Linked DNA regions of Macaca mulatta: region 2 is linked to region 1. A link is a contact called in public Hi-C data. All regions are on one chromosome and are shown on one strand. The core of a region is the stretch at or near the end of the contact, and the rest is flanking DNA. Distances in the headings are between cores, read along the strand shown. Region 1 holds the start of DCTPP1 (dCTP pyrophosphatase 1). Region 2 holds the start of ITGAL (integrin subunit alpha L).

Region 1 (7,714 bases), core at 1,900-4,399:
CTGGCTCAAAAAAAAAAAAAAAAAAAAAAAAAAAAAAAGACTTCCTCCAACTTACTATCCATAACATGCTCATTCATAAACCAATCAATGGCCAGGGCAATGGGAATACTATGACCAGTCAAGTAGAACAATAAGTGGAGGAGCGTGGACTCCCGAACAAAATCAAGATTCTATAAGTGGCCGGACGCAGTGGCTCACGCCTGTAATCCCAACACTTTGGGAGGTAGAAGGGGGAGCATCACTTGAGGTCAGGAGTTCAAGACCAGTCTGGCCAACATGGTGAAACCCCATCTCTACTAAAAATACAAAAATCAGCTGGGTGTGGTGGTGTGCATCTGTAATCCCAGCTACTTGGAAGGCTGAGGCAGGAGAATCACGTGAACCCAGGAGACGGAGGTTGCAGTGAGCAGAGATCACACCACAGCACTCCAGCCTGGGTGACAGAGTGAGACTCCTAAAAAAAAAAAAAAATCTGCAAGAATAGAAGAGGAGCCAGGCATGGTGATGCTCACCTGTAGTCTTTACACAAGTGAGCTGTGATTATGCCACTGCACTCTAGCCTGGACAACAGAGCCAGACCCTGTCTCTTCCTCAAAAAAAAAAAAAAAAAAAAAGACTGGCCGGGCGCGGTGGCTCAAGCCTGTAATCCCAGCACTTTGGGAGGCCGAGATGGGCGGATCACGAGGTCAGGAGATCGAGACCATTCTGGCTAACACGGTGAAACCCCGTCTCTACTAAGAAATACAAAAAATAGCCGGGCGAGGTGGCAGCGCCTGTAGTCCCAGCTACTCGGGAGGCTGAGGCCGGAGAATGGCGTGAACTCGGGAGGCGGAGCTTGCAGTGAGCTGAGATCCGGCCACTGCACTCCAGCCTGGGCTACAGAGCGAGACTCCGTCTCAAAAAAAAAAAAAAAAAAAAAAAGACTGGAGAAGAGGAAAAAGAGCAATTAAGTAGGTAACCTACAGTGCTTACTATATATCTTCCTGGACTATGCAATCTAAACATGCCCCCAGTCACTTTTCATAGTATGTATGTAAATATTTATTGAGACAAGGTCTCACTCTGTTGCCCAGGCTGCAGAGCAGTGACGTAATCATGTCTTACTGCAGGCTTGACCTTCCTAGACTCAGGTGATCCTCCCACCTTAGCCTCCCAAGTAGCTGGGACCACAGGTGTGCACCACCATGCCCAGATTTTTTTTTTTTTTTGAGACAGGGTCTTGCTTTGTCACCCAGGCTAGAGAACAGTGGCACAATCTCGGCTCACTGCAACCTCCATCTCTCAGGTTCAAGCGATTCTCATGCCTCTCAGTCCCGAGTAGCTGGGACTACAGGCGTGCACCACCACACTCAGCTAAGTTTGTGTTTTTAATAGAGACAGGGTTTCACCATATTGCCCAGGCTGGTCTTGACAAACTCCTGACCTCAAGTGATCCACCCACCTTGCCCTCCCAAAGTGCTAGGATTACAAACGTGAGCCACTATGCCCAGCCTTTCATAGTATTTAAAATACAGTCACATTTTTTTTTCATAATATTTATCGCCATTTCAGGCAATACATCATAGCATCTAACAACAGACTGTGAAGCCAAACTGCCTGGATTTGACGCCGGCTCTACCACTTTACTAGCTGTCAAGTTATTTAACCTCTCAGTTTCCTTATCTTTAAAATGGGGATGACAACAATATTACCTACCATATCGGGTTGTTGTGAGGATTAAATCAGTTGCTATGAGGATAAATATGTAAAATGCTTAAAACAGCTACCCCAGTTCCAGTTCATTCCTGAGGTCTCACTGTATTCTAAAGACACTCTTGTATCCTTAAAATAAATTCCTTTTGGCCGGTGGGGGTGGCTCATGCCTGTAATTCCAGCTCTTCGGGAGGCCGAAGCAGGAGGATTGCTAGAGCCCAATCCAGCAGTCCTGGTTCAAGACCGGCCTAGGCAACATGGTGAAACCCTGTCTCTACAAAAACTTAAAAAAATAAAAATAATAGATTTTTTTTTCTCGCTAAAATCAGTTTAAACTTGTTTCTGTTGCATGTATCCAATTTTGGCTGCTGGATAATATCATTTGTATAAATATACCTCCATGTACCCATTCTTCCGTTGATAGTCATTTTATTTTCAATTGTTTTCACTCTTAGAAACAAAACTGTAATGAACTTCTTGCATGTGTCTCTCTGCACATATTCATTAGTTTCTCTAGGGCATATACGTAGAATTGCAATTGTCACAGCCTTGGGATTTTAATTTCCAAAATCTGACTCTGCCTTTTCCTGCACTTTCTTACGCTTTCACTTCCACCAAGCTGGAAGCCTCTTTAAACATGTGGAAATCAGAGATAGTAGCCCTAATAAGGGTACAATAATAAATCATTCTTTACAAGACTACACCTGTTCTAGGGTTTCATAAAGATCTCTGCTTCTCCCATGGCCAATAATTCAGTGGTTCTGATTTGAAAGCAGCAACTCTGTGACTCGCCACCTCGCATATTCCCAGGTGTGAGTGAGCCTGGAGTTCCAGTGTGTGGGGTGGAGGAGGTGCTCGGGACCCATGAGGCTGGAGAGGACGGCACAGGCCAGACCATAACAGGCCACGTGTTTCAGGGCAATGTACTCTGCGCTGGGGCCTATTACTTTCCTTAGGACAGGAATGGGGCGCCCTCCATCGTTTCAACCACAGGACACAGCGATGGCAGGGAGCTGAAGTCCTACTGTGGCCTGATCTTACTCCACTCTTCCCCTTCAATCCCATCCAAATAGTGGGGGGGTTGGCCTCGAAGGTTCTCAATGTCCTTAAGCCCTGAGAGATTTAATATCTATGCATAGGACCTTTCATTTATAGGGTTTTCCACCTGGCAGGCCCTCTTCTGCCGCCATTTCGCTTTGGCGCCCTCTGGAGCCCATAAAAGAAGTGACGCGCCTGCGCTTCCCGCGTCCTCTGCTCTTCGTCTCTTCCCCGAGTCGAATTGGTACCTATACCTTTAAGACGCAGGGCCTAGCGGAAGAATTCCAGGGCCTAAGACTAGAGCGCGCGCTTGAAGCTCCCTCAGATTGGTCCAGTGAGGGAAGGGGCGGGCTGTAGCAAACTCCACAAAAGTCACTGGTCTCTTTACTCAGGCTCCGCCCCGTGAGGCAAAAGAGAACGCCCGTAATTGGTCAGAGCTCTGGAGGCGGGGCTTCCAGCGTGGCGCGTGGGTTTCCGTGCAGTCGCGGCTGCAGCGGGTGGGCGGCATGTCTGTGGCCGGTGGGGAGATTCGTGGAGACACGGCGGGAGAGGACACTGCTGCTCCCGGCCGGTTCAGCTTCAGCCCGGAGCCCACGCTTGAGGACATGTAAGCAGGCCTGGCCCAGCTCGGGGTGGGGAAGTCTCCCCTTTCTCCCGCGTTTTGGGGAGGGTTCCTGCATGTGGTCGGGAAGCGGGCTGGCAGCGGGGCTCGGGTCCTGGCTCTGCGGGCTGTCCCTGGGCGAGCCTTCTTGCCTCATCTGCAAAATGGGCGCAGCGGTGCACACCTGAGAGAAGGGAAATTGGGTCGTGGCCCCGAGTGATCACTAGGAACGCCCTTCAGCCTAGCCCTGGGCAGATACCGGCACCAGATACCGCCTCTGCTCTCCAGGCGCAGGGCGTACGAGAGGGGCAAATGGTGTGCTGAGAGGTGGGAGAGGTTATTTCTTGCTGGAGGAGGTCAAGAAAAGCTTCTTAGAGGAAGGGCCTGTGGAACTGCCTTCTGTAAGAGAAATTGGATTTTGATGTGCGGCGATTCCAGGTGGAGGAAAGAAACTGCAGAAGTAGCAGCAGGAGATGGAATAATGAAGAGGGTTTTGTTACATTTGGCAAGATGTTAAGGGCAGCTCAGGGGCACGCCCATTTTATAGATGAGGGAACCAAGTTCCGGAAAGAGGAAATGACCTGCACAATACCATCCAATGAATTAGTTGCAGAATCTCCTGGTCCCAGGCCCCCGTTACATACTACTGGGGTAGCTGCCTCTGGGCCCTGCTTCACTCTCTAACCCTGAGACTTGGACTTACACGCCTTTGTCCTGTTTCAGTCGCCGCCTCCATGCCGAGTTTGCTGCAGAACGAGACTGGGAACAGTTCCATCAGCCTCGGAACCTCCTCCTGGCCTTGGTCGGGGAAGTGGGGGAGCTCGCAGAACTCTTGTAAGTAGATGGAAAGCTTCCTGGTAGAGTCTGAGTTGTGGGGGAGGGGAGGGGAGCATTTATTTGGTCTTCAAACATTCATGGGTTCAATTTCCTCTCCTCATTGCAAGGCTCTTTGCTGTTGTCGGGGATGCAGAAAGGACTCACGGGTCCCTGCCCTCTAGGGGCACCCAGCCTCCTGGAAGACAGAGGTGTGAGGTGTGAAAGCAGCAGGGTAGGTCCCATCTAGGAAGAAGTAGTGGCAACAACCCTTTTCCTTTTTTTTTTTTTTTTTTTTTTTTTTTTTGAGACAGAGTCTCTGTCGCCCAGGCTGGAGTGCAGTGGCTTGATCTCGGCTCACTGCAACATCGATCTCCCGGGTTTAAACAATTCTGCCTCAGCCTCCTGAGTAGCTGGGACTACAGACGCCTGGCTAATTTTTGTATTTTTAGTGGTTCCACCGTATTGGTCAGGCTAGTCTCGAACTCCTGACCTCAGGTGATCCACCTGCCTTGATCTCCCAAAGTGCTGGGATTACAAGGGTGAGCCACCACGCCCGGCCCAACAACCCTTTTCCTCTGCCTCTGGGGCTGAAAGGAAGGTATTCCGTAGAGGACCTGCCTGTGGCATTCCAGACATGGGAAATACATTTGCAGGGGCAGTGAGGCAAGATAGGGTAAGTTCAATTCAGGGAGAATCTGACGCTCCTTCAGTGTAATCTTCTTGGGAAAAATCAGGGATTTGGGGTCTGTTTTTTCTGATGTGTCCCAAGTGCCCAGTGCATAGTAGGCACTCAACAGGCATGTGTTGGATGAGTGATAGGGCTGTGGAGGAGAGGGGTGGGAGATGAACCCATGAAGATAGGATTAGGGCTAGAGCGTGATGGAGAGTTTGGACAGAAGACCTGACCAGAGGTGAGTGTTGGAAAGATCACTGTGTCTACAGGATGGATTGGATGGATCACTGAGAGAATGGGGCAGGGTACACCTAGACCAGGCAAGAGGCGATGAGCCCTAGACCAGGACAGTCATTTTTTTAAGAGAAAGGGTCTCACTTTGTTGCCGAGGCTGGAGTGTAGTGATGTGATCATAGCTCACTGCAGCCCAAGGAGCTCAAACGATCCTCCTACCTCAGCCTTCCGAGTAGCTGGATCTACAGGCGTGCGCCACTACCCAGCCTGGCTAATTTTTATTTTTTATAGAGGTGGGATATCTCGCTGTTGTTGCCCAGGCTGGTCTCAAACTCCTAGTCTCAAGTGATTCACTTGCCTCACCCTCCCACAGCACTGGGGTTACAGGTTGAACCACTGCACATGACCTCATGACAGATGTATGAACATCACCTATGTGCTAGGTCTTCTAGAATCGAGATATGGCCTGGAACAAGGCAGAAAGGTTTCCGCCTTCACCGTGGAAGGAGATTGACAGTACATCAGTAATCTCATATTAGAAGATGTGGAATTATGACGAGTTCTATGAGGAAAAGAACACAACGTGATAACCCAGTCTGGCCAACATGGTGAAACCCAGCCTGGACAATACCCAGTAGAGACACCCAGCTATTCTCTACTAAAAATACAAAACTTAGCCAGGCATGGTGGCGGGCATCTGTAATCCCAGCTACTCAAGAGGCTGAGGCACAAGAATCGCTTGAACCCGGGAGTCAGAGAGTGCAGTTAGCCAAGATTGCACCACTGCACTCCAGCCTGGGCGACAGAGCAAGACTCTGTCTTAAAAAAACAAAAAAGGGCCGGGTGCGGTGACTCACGCCTGTAATCCCAGCATTTTGGGAGGCCAAGGCGGGCAGATCACTTGAGGTCAGGAGTTTAAGACCAGCCTGGCCAACATGGTGAAACCCTGTCTTTACTAAAAAATACAACCATTAGCTGGGCATGGTGGCATGCCCCTGTAGTCCCAGCTTCTCTGGAGGCTGAGGCAGGAGAATCGTTTGAACCCCGGAGGCGGAGGTTGCAGTAACTCAAGATTGTACCACTGCATTCCAGCCAGGGCGACAGAGCAAAACTCCATCTCAAAAAACAAAAAAGACCAGCCTGACCAACATGCCAAAACCCTGTCTCTACTAAAAATGCAAAAATTAGCCAGGTGTGGTTGCAGGCGCCTATAATCCCAGCTACTTGGGAGGCTGAGGCAGAGATGGCAGTGAGCTGAGATCACACCATTGCACTCCAGCTTGGGCGACAACGAGACTCTGTCTCAAAAAAAAAAAAAAAAAAAAAAAAAACCGCCGGGCACTGTGGCTCATGCCTGTAATCCCAGCATTTCAGGAGGTCGAGGCAGGTGGATCATGAGGTCAGGAGATCAAGACCATCCTGGCTAACACGGTGAAACCCCATCTCTACTAAAAATACAAAAGAATTAGCCAGGCGTGGTGGCGGGCCCCTGTAGTCCCAGCTACTCAGAAGGCTGAGGCAGGAGACTGGCGTGAACCCAGGAGGCGGAACTTGCACAGTGAGCCGAGATCGCACCACTGCACTCCAGCCTGGGTGACAGAGCGAGACTGTCTTAAAAAAAACCACAAGGTGACGAGCCAGGAGGTGACATCTAGGCTGAGCCCTAAATAACAGGAAGAAGCTAGCCCGGGGAATGCTGGGGGATGGGGAAGCGTTCAAGGCAGAGGGAGTAGTGAGTGCAAAGGCCCTGTGACAGCTTGGCCTGTGTGCAAGGCAGAACAAGCCAGAGTGGCCTTAGGTGGGGAGTGAGAGTGGTGGGCAGGGGCATTGGAAAAGGCAGGCATCAGCCCATGCATCACAGGAGGGCTTTGTCGGGAGTTTAGATTATATTCTAAGCACAGTTTGGATTTTAGCAGAGAAGGGGAAAAATGTAATTTGTGGGGTTTTTTGTTTGTTTGTTTTCAGACAGAGTTCTGCTCTTGTTGCCCAGTCTGGAGTGTGATGGCGTGAGGGCATGATATCAGGTCACTGCAACCTCCGCCTCCCAGGTTCAAGCGATTCTCCTGCCTCAGGCTCCCCAGTAGCTGAGATTACAGGCATGTGCCACCACGCCTGGCTACTTTGTATTTTCAGTAGAGATGGGGTTTCACCATGTTGGCCAGGCGATTCTCGAATTCCTGACCTCAGGTGATCTACCCACCTCAGCCTCCCAAAGTGCTGGGATTACAGGCATAAGCCACACCACCCAGCAGATTTTTGTTTTGTTTTGTTTTTGTTTTTGTTTTTTTGAGATGGAGTCTTGATCTGTCGCCCAGGCTGGAATGCAGTGGTGCGATCTCAGCTCACTGAAACCTCTGCTTCCCGGTTCAAGAATTTATCTGCCTCAGCCTCCTGAGTACCTGGGATTATAGGTGCCCACCACCACGCCCAACTAATTTTTTTGTTTATTTAATAGAGACGGGGTTTCACTGTCTTCGCCAGGCTGGTCTTGAACTCCTGACCTCGTAATCCACCCGCTTCAGCTTCCCAAAGTGCTGGGATTACAGGCGTCAGCCACTGCGCCCGGCCTGATTTGTGATTTTAAAAGATGGTCTGTGCTGGGTGCGGTGGCTCATGTCTGTAATCCCAGCACTTTGAGAGGCCGAGGAGGGCAGATCACC
Region 2 (7,714 bases), core at 1,360-3,859, 51 kb before region 1:
TACCCACCTCCTCCTGCCTGCTCAGGAGGTTCAGATCTCCCGCCTCATCTCTCCAAACACTGCAACCATTCCCCTTCAAGAAGGTGCCTGCGGCCGGGCGGGGTGGCTCATGCCTGTAACTTTGGCATGAGGCCAAGGTACTTTGGGAGGCCGACATGGGCAGATCACCTGAGGTCAGGAATTTGAGACTAGCCTGGCCAATATGGTGAAACCCTGTCTCTACTAAAAATACAAAAATTAGCCCGGCATAGTGGCGCATGCCTGTAATCCCAGCTATTCAGGAGGCTGAGGCAGGAGAATGGCTTGAACCTGGGAGGCAGAGATTGCAGTGAGCCGAGATCTAACCGTTGCACTACAGCCTGGGTAACAAGAGCAAAACTCCGTGTCAAACAGGAAAAAAAAAAAAAAAAAAAAAAAAAAAAAAAGGAAGGTGCCTCCATCCTCACCTCTTCCCTACAGAATCCCAGAGAAATAATTCCAAATGCCAAAATCCTAGAAAATTAAGGTTCCTTTGCATTTACAGTCTTTGAGGCCCAGAGAATGATCCGCCAGAATGTCTCATGACAGGTTCATTCATTCAGTGCTTGATTCAAAAGCCATTCGTGGCTTACCTACTGTGTGCTGGGCGGTGGTATATCTAAGAAGGGTTAGTAAGAGAGAACAAACTCCTGGCTTCCAGGCACTCGCAGGGAAGTAAGGGAGTGTCAGGAACCTACTGGGCAATGCGAAGTGTTTGGGGGCTGGGATCCTTCCCTGTTCTGCACTTCCATGGCCTCCCTGATCGCCTGTGTCCCGCTTTTTGATCCCTCACTCCTATCTCTGAGGATTCCCACCCACCACAGGCTCCTCCAGACGGGAACCCCTGGAGAGCGGCCCCTTGGGGGCTGCCCCAGGGCGGGCATCAGGAAGAGGATTTGCGGGGCACAGCTCACCCGTTTCCGACCTGCAGGACGCGGTATCCAAAGTGCCTCCCGGCGCGCGGTGGGGAGAAGCTCCGCGCGCCCCGCACGTCCAGGTTGTAGCTCGAGGCCGGCGCTGAGGAAGGCAAGGGGCGTCAGCTGCGACCCACGGACCCCCGCCCTGCACGTGCCCGGCAGGTGGCCGATCCCAGGCCCACCTGGCTCTCGCTCCCCAGGCCGCCCGCACCCAGGCGGGCAGAGCGGACCCGCGCCCTGCGCTTCCCCTCCAGGGCGTTAACTTTGGGGAATATGGAAGGAGCAACTCCCGGCCCCTCTAGAGCTCTGAAAGCTCTTCCCAGGGCCTGAGAACACAACTTCCCGTTTGGTCTCTCTGCAAAGAAGGAAGGATGAGAAGTTAGAGGCTCCAGAGAGAGGAGCAGACCCAAGGGGCCCCAAGGCAGAGGGTGGCCAAGTTCCCAGGCAGAGGCCAAGATGGGGATGCCCCAGGGCCGGGTGCGCCTCTGCCACCCACTTCTGCGGTCATGGGGCCCAGGCGCCTCCTCCCGCAGTCTCAGATTGTAGCTCCCCTGATCCCTGGGGGGCTGCCTTCCCACCCCACAAGGCCAGTCTTTTGGAGCGCGGGTAGATCCCAGCCCCCTTCCCCCTCAGTCGGCCTGCCCAGGCGCCCTGGCACACCCAGGCTGTCCTTTCCGCCCTGCTTTCTCTCCCGCCGTGGAGTTTAGTTCAGAGCATCCTAGAATATCATGGAGGCCAGGCCTTCATTTGTTTAGATGAAGAGTGTGGGGCTGGAAAGGGGAAAGGACTTGCCTAAAACGCACAGAGGTGGTACCACGGGTGGCCCCAGAACCCAGCACCCTCCTCCCAGCTTTAGCTACTCATTAACTATCTGCCTTTTGTTTGTTTGTTGTTTAAGAGACAGGGTCTTGCTCTGTCATCCAGGCTAGAGTGCATTGGCACAAGCTTGGCTCACTGCAACCTCCGCCTCCTGGAATCAAATGATTCTCATGCCTCAGCCTCCCAAGTAGCTGGGATTACAGGCCTGTACCACCAGGCCCAGCTAATTTTACTGTATTTTTAGTAGAGATGAGGTTTTTGCCATGTTGGCCAGTCTGGTCTCAAATTCCTGGCCTCAAGTAATCTGCCCACCTTAGCCTCCTAAAGTGCTGGGATTACAGACGTGAGCCACAGCACCCGGCCCCATCTGCCTTTTTAAAGAACCCACTGCCCCTTCTTATGTTCCCTTCTCTATCTTTGCCTCTACCCCTTGCCTATTTATTTCTTTTCTTTCCCCATTCCCCACTTTCTCCTTCCAAGATCCCTGGGCCCCGTATCCCTAAGGCCAATTCCACTTTTAGGGGGCAGCTCCTTGTTTACTCCAGCTCCACCAAGCTCTGCAGTTTCTCTGGTCACAGACACATGTCCCTTCCCCTGCCTCCTCCCTTGCCTACCGAAGAAAAAGAACCCAGACAGCAGCGCCATGGTCATCACGGTGATGCAGGAATCCTTCATCCTTCCAGCACTCAAGGGACCTGTGTCCCCAGGGGCAGCGTCAGGAGGCCCGTGGGATTTGCTGGCAACCTAGACAGGGTGAAAGAGGAAAATGATCATGCCCTTTGGCCTCTTACAATGGTACTTTCTCACAGAAGCACTAGGCTGGTGACACTGGCAGGCGGGGAGGGAGGCGTGCCTGCAGGAGTTGTGAAACCGCAAGGGTTCAGGGAGGAAGTGTAAGCAAGTTAGAGACATTTCCTGTGCCTGCTTGCATTTTCACATCATCCAAAAGCTGACAGCATAGCAGGGAGATGACTGTCTCCACTGCTGACATGGTTTCTCACTAACATCCCCCCTAAGGGCTCTGTAAAGCTCAGCAGAGGACTAGTCCAATAAACGGTGGCAAAATTACAATGGAATGCTATGCAGCAGTGAAAAAGAATGAGGGAAGGAAAATAAAACAGGGGGAGAAAGATGTACGTGAACCACTATTAAAGAAAAGAATGGATTACAGAACAGTGTATTTAGTGACCCATTTTGGTTCTAAAATGCAAAATCTAAAGAATTGGAGGCTGGGTTCAGTGGCTCACTGACTGTAATCCCAGCACTGTGGGACTTCAGGAGGTGGAGGTAAGAGGATCGCCTGAAGCCAGGAATCAAGACCAGCCTGGGCAACAAAGTGAAACTTTGTCTTTTAAAAAAAAAAAAATTGGAGAAAATATTTGCAAATCATATATCTAATAAGGGATTTGTCTCCAGAATATATTTTTTAAAACTCTTATAATTCAACAATAAAAAGACAAATAACCACTTTTTTTTTTGTTTTGTTTTAAATCTTTTTTAGGCCGGGCGCGGTGGCTCAAGCCTGTAATCCCAGCACTTTGGGAGGCCGAGACGGGCGGATCACGAGGTCAGGAGATCGAGACCATCCTGGCTAACACGGTGAAACCCCGTCTCTATTAAGAAATACAAAAAAAACTAGCCGGGCGAGGTGGCGGGCGCCTCTAGTCCCAGCTACTCGGGAGGCTGAGGCTGGAGAATGGCGTGAACCCGGGAGGCGGAGCTTGCAGTGAGCTGAGATCCGGCCACTGCACTCCAGCCTGGGTGACAGAGCGAGACTCCGTCTCAAAAAAAAAAATAAATAAATAAATAAATTTTTTGAGACAAGGTCTTGCTCTGTCACCCAAGTGAGAGTGCAGTGGCGCGATCACAGCTCACTGCAACTTTGAACTCCCAGAGTCAAGCAATCCTCCCACCTCTGCTCCTAAGTAGCTGGAACCACAGATGCATGCCACCACGCCTGGCTAATTTTTCTTTTTTGAGATGGTTTCTCACTATGTTGCCCAGGCTGATCTTGAACTCCTATGCTCAAGTAATCCTCCTGCCTCAGCCTCTCAAAGTGCTGGGATTACAGGTATGAGCCACTGTGCCCAGTTTATTTTTATTTATTTGTTTTAGGCTAGTGAAGTGAAGCAGAGGCAGTGCAGAAGGAACAAAGATATTAGTAACTGGTTGTGCTCAATTAGTTTTAAATGGCCAGGTGCGGTGGCTCACACCTCTAATCCCAGCCCTGTGGGAGCCCGAGCCAGGTGGATCACCTGAGGTCAGGAGTTCGAGACCAGCCTGGCCAACATGGTGAAACCCCCGTCTCTACTAAAATTACAAAAATTAGCCAGGCGTGGTGGCACATGCCTGTAATTCCAGCTACTTGAGAGGCTGAGGCAGGAGAATTGCTTGAACCCAGGAGATGGAGGTTGCAGTGAGCCAAGATCTCACCGTTGCACTCCAGCCTGGGCGACAGAGTGAGACTCTGTCTCAAAAAAAAAAAAATTAGTTTTAAACACGACTGCACTCAGACCAACCTACCTAAGTTTCTAAATGAGCAAAGGGGTTGAGTAGACATTTCTCCAATGACATATAAATGGCCAACATGCACATGAAATGATACTCAACATTATTAGTCATTAGAGAAATGCAAATCAAAACCACAGTGAGATACCCTTTACACCTACTTGGATGGTTAGAGTTTAAAACAAAGGAAATAAGAGTTAGTGAAGATGTGAAGAAATTGGAGGCCAAACGCATTGCTGGAAGAAATGTAAAATGGTGTGGATGCTGTGCAAAACACTTTGATGGTTCTTTTTTTTTTTGAGAGAGGCTTGCCTAGGCTAGAGTGCAGTGGTGTGGTCTCGGCTCTCTGCAGCCTCAACCTTACTGGTTCGAGTCATTCTCCCACCTCAGCCTCTTGAGTAGCTGGAACTACAGATGCAGGCCACCACACCTGACTAATTTTTTATTTTTTGTAGACATGGGGGTCTTTCTACCTTGCCCAGGCTGGTCTTGAATTTCTGAGCTCAAATGATTTGCCCGCCTCAGCCTCCCGAAGTGTTGGGATTGCACCTAGCCCAACAGTTCTTTTAAAAAGTTAAACATAGGCCGGGCATGGTGGCTCATCCCTGTAATCCCAGCACTTTGGGAGGCTGAGGTGAGAACTCCTGAGTTCAGGAGTTCGAGACCAGCCTGGGCAACATGGAAAAACCCCGTCTCTACTAAAAGTACAAAAATTATCTGGGTGTGGTGGTGCATCCTGTAGTCCCAGCTACTCGCGAGGCTGAGGCGGGAGAATTGCTTGAACCTGGGAGGCAGAGGTTGCAGTGAGCTGAGATCACACCACTGTACTCCAGCCTGGGAAACAGAGTGAGACTCCATCTCAGGAAACAAAAACAGAAAGTTAAACATAGAGTTACTATATGACCCAGAAGTTCTCCTCCTAGGTATATACCCCAAAGAATTGAAATCATATGTTCCTACAAAAACTTATACATGTATGCTCATAGCAGTATCAATAATGACTCATACTAGCCCCAAACTGGAAACAACCCACATGTCTATCAACTGACAAATGGATGAACAAAATAGGGCATAGCCATGCAATGTAATATTATTTGCCTATAAAAAAGAATCAGGCCAGGCGCAGTGATTCATGCCTGTAGTCCCAGCACTTTGGGAGACCAAGGCGGGTAAATCAGCTGAGGCAGGAGTTTGAGACCAGCCTGGCCGACATGGTGAAACCCCGTCTCTATTAAAAATACAAAAATTAGCCAGGGGTGGTGGCATGGCCTATAGTCCCAGCTACTTGGGAGGCTGAGGCAGGAGAATCGCTTGAACCCGGAGGCAGAGGTTGCCGTGAGTGGCGATCATACCACTGCACTCCTGCCTGGGTGATGGAGTGAGACTCCATCTCAAAAAAAAAAAAAAAAAAGAGTACTAGTACATACTACTATATGAGTAAGCCTTGAAAATATGCTTAGTGAAAGAAGGCAGCAAAGAAAAATCACATATGGTCTGACTCCAGTAAGTGAAATATCCAGAACAGGCAAATATAGAGAGACAGAAAGCAGGTTGGTGCTTGCCGTGAAAATGGAGGCTAAGGAGTGAGTACTAATGGGCATAGGGTTTCATTTTAGGTGATGAAATGTTCTGGAAATAGACTGTGGTAATGATTGCACAATTTCGTGAATCTATTTAAAAACCACTGAATTCTATACTTTTTTTTTTTTTAATTTTTGATATAGGATCTTGTTCTGTCACCCAGGCTGGTGTGCAGTGGTGCAATCATGGCTCACTGCAGCCTCGACTTCCCTGGCTCAAGCAATCCTCCCACCTCACCCTCCCAAGTAGCTGGAACTACAGGTGTGTGCCACCACACCCAACTAACTTTTGTATTTTTTGTAGAGACAGGATTTCACTATGTTGTCTAGGCTGGTCTCAAACTCCTGGGCTCAATCGATCCTCTCTCCTTAGCCTCCCAAAGTGCTGGGATTACAGCCACTGTGCCTGGTGAATTGTATACTTTAGAATGGTGAGTCTTATGGTATGTGAATTGTATCTCAATAAAAAATAAACATGAAATTATATATGTATGTACATATTTGTTAAATTGGAAAGGATATACAACTGTACTTTAAACAGTGGTTAGCTCTGCAGAATGAGGTTTATACATTTCTATATGGTCTGCATATTTTTTTACAACGAGGACGTATAACTTTACCATTTAAAAAAATTAGCTAGGCGTGGTGGCTCACACCTGTAATCCCAGCACTTTGGGAGACCGAGGCGGGCGGAACCCCTGAGGTCAGGAGTTTGAGACCAGTCTGGCCAACATGGTGAAACCCCGCCTCTACTAAAAATACAAAAATTAGCTGGGCGTGGTGGCGTGTGCCTGTAATCCCAGCCACTTGGGAGGCTGAGGCAGGAGAATAGCTTAAATCTAGGAGGCGGAGGTTGCAGTGAGACGAGATCGCACCATTGCACTCCAGCCTGGGCGACAGGGCAAGACTCTGTCTCAAAAAAAAAAACCAAAAACCCTGGGCACCATGGCTTATGCCTGTAATCCCAGCACTTTGGGAGGCCAAGTTGGGTGGATCACCTGAGGTCGGGAGTTCAAGACCAGCCTGACCAACATGGAGAAACCCTGTCTCTACTAAAAATACAAAATTAGCCAGGTGTGGTGGCGCATGCCTGTAATCCCAGTTACTCGGGAGGCTGAGGCAGGAGAATCACTTGAACCCAGGAGGTGGAGGTTGCAGGGAGCCCAGAGTGCACCATTGCACTCCAGTCTGGGCAACAGGAGCGAGACTCTGTCTCGGAAAAAAAAAAAAAAAAATTAAACTACCTTTAAAAAGCATAAAAATATTAGCCAGGCATGGTGGCTTACACCTGTAATTGCAGCCCTTTGGGAAGCCAAGGTGGGAGGATTGCTTGAGCTCAGGAGTTTGAGACCAGCCTGGGCAACTTAGCAAGACCTCGTGTCTACTAAAAATAAAAATAAAAAATTAGCCAAGCGTGCTGGTGTATGCCTGTAGTCCTAGCTACTTGGGAAACTGACGTGGGAGGATCACTTGAGCCCAGGTGGTAGAGGCTGCAGTGAGCTGTGATCAGACCACTGCACTGCAGCCTGGGTGACAGAGCGATACCCTATCTTTATACACAAACAAGCAAACAAACCAAAACATAAAAATATTTAAAACACAACAGAGTAAGGAACTGTATTCGTTTATAAGAAATTGGGAAGGATCTTCAGATTCTCCCTGTGCTGTGAAGAAATCCTGTTCAACCTGCAAAGACGTCATTGCCCTGAGGAAGCCTTTTTCAGGCAGATTATCTATTATCTGTACTGCTAGGTGGTTGGAACGGAACAAGCTGGCTTGTGGTAATTAGAAGGTATTAGAGAGTCTTTTGAAAATTCAGTTAAGATCAGATAATTCAGGCTGATTTCTTTGATTCTCTGTAGAGCAGTTCCA

Evidence for each region. A called contact is a pair of places that touch in the nucleus more often than the background predicts.
Region 2: a contact with region 1 is called in a Hi-C map of CD4 T cells, with 4 times the contacts expected there. The contact joins the promoter of ITGAL here to the promoter of DCTPP1 in region 1. A contact is called at or near these places in 2 of 14 Hi-C or Micro-C datasets (CD4 T cells and cortical neurons).

The regions. Positions count from the first base shown.
Region 1 is chr20:29,029,257-29,036,970 of T2T-MMU8v2.0, reverse strand. It overlaps DCTPP1 (dCTP pyrophosphatase 1), which reads left to right and starts at 3,149. Exons shown (of 3, transcript NM_001194491.2): 1 at 3,149-3,337; 2 at 4,055-4,165. The coding sequence starts at 3,237. It overlaps LOC144337986 (a long non-coding RNA gene), which reads right to left and starts at 7,118. Exons shown (of 2, transcript XR_013411693.1): 1 at 6,663-7,118; 2 at 2,105-4,475.
Region 2 is chr20:29,079,618-29,087,331 of T2T-MMU8v2.0, reverse strand. It overlaps ITGAL (integrin subunit alpha L), which reads right to left and starts at 2,609. Exons shown (of 29, transcript XM_077985712.1): 1 at 2,369-2,609; 2 at 933-1,035. The coding sequence starts at 2,429.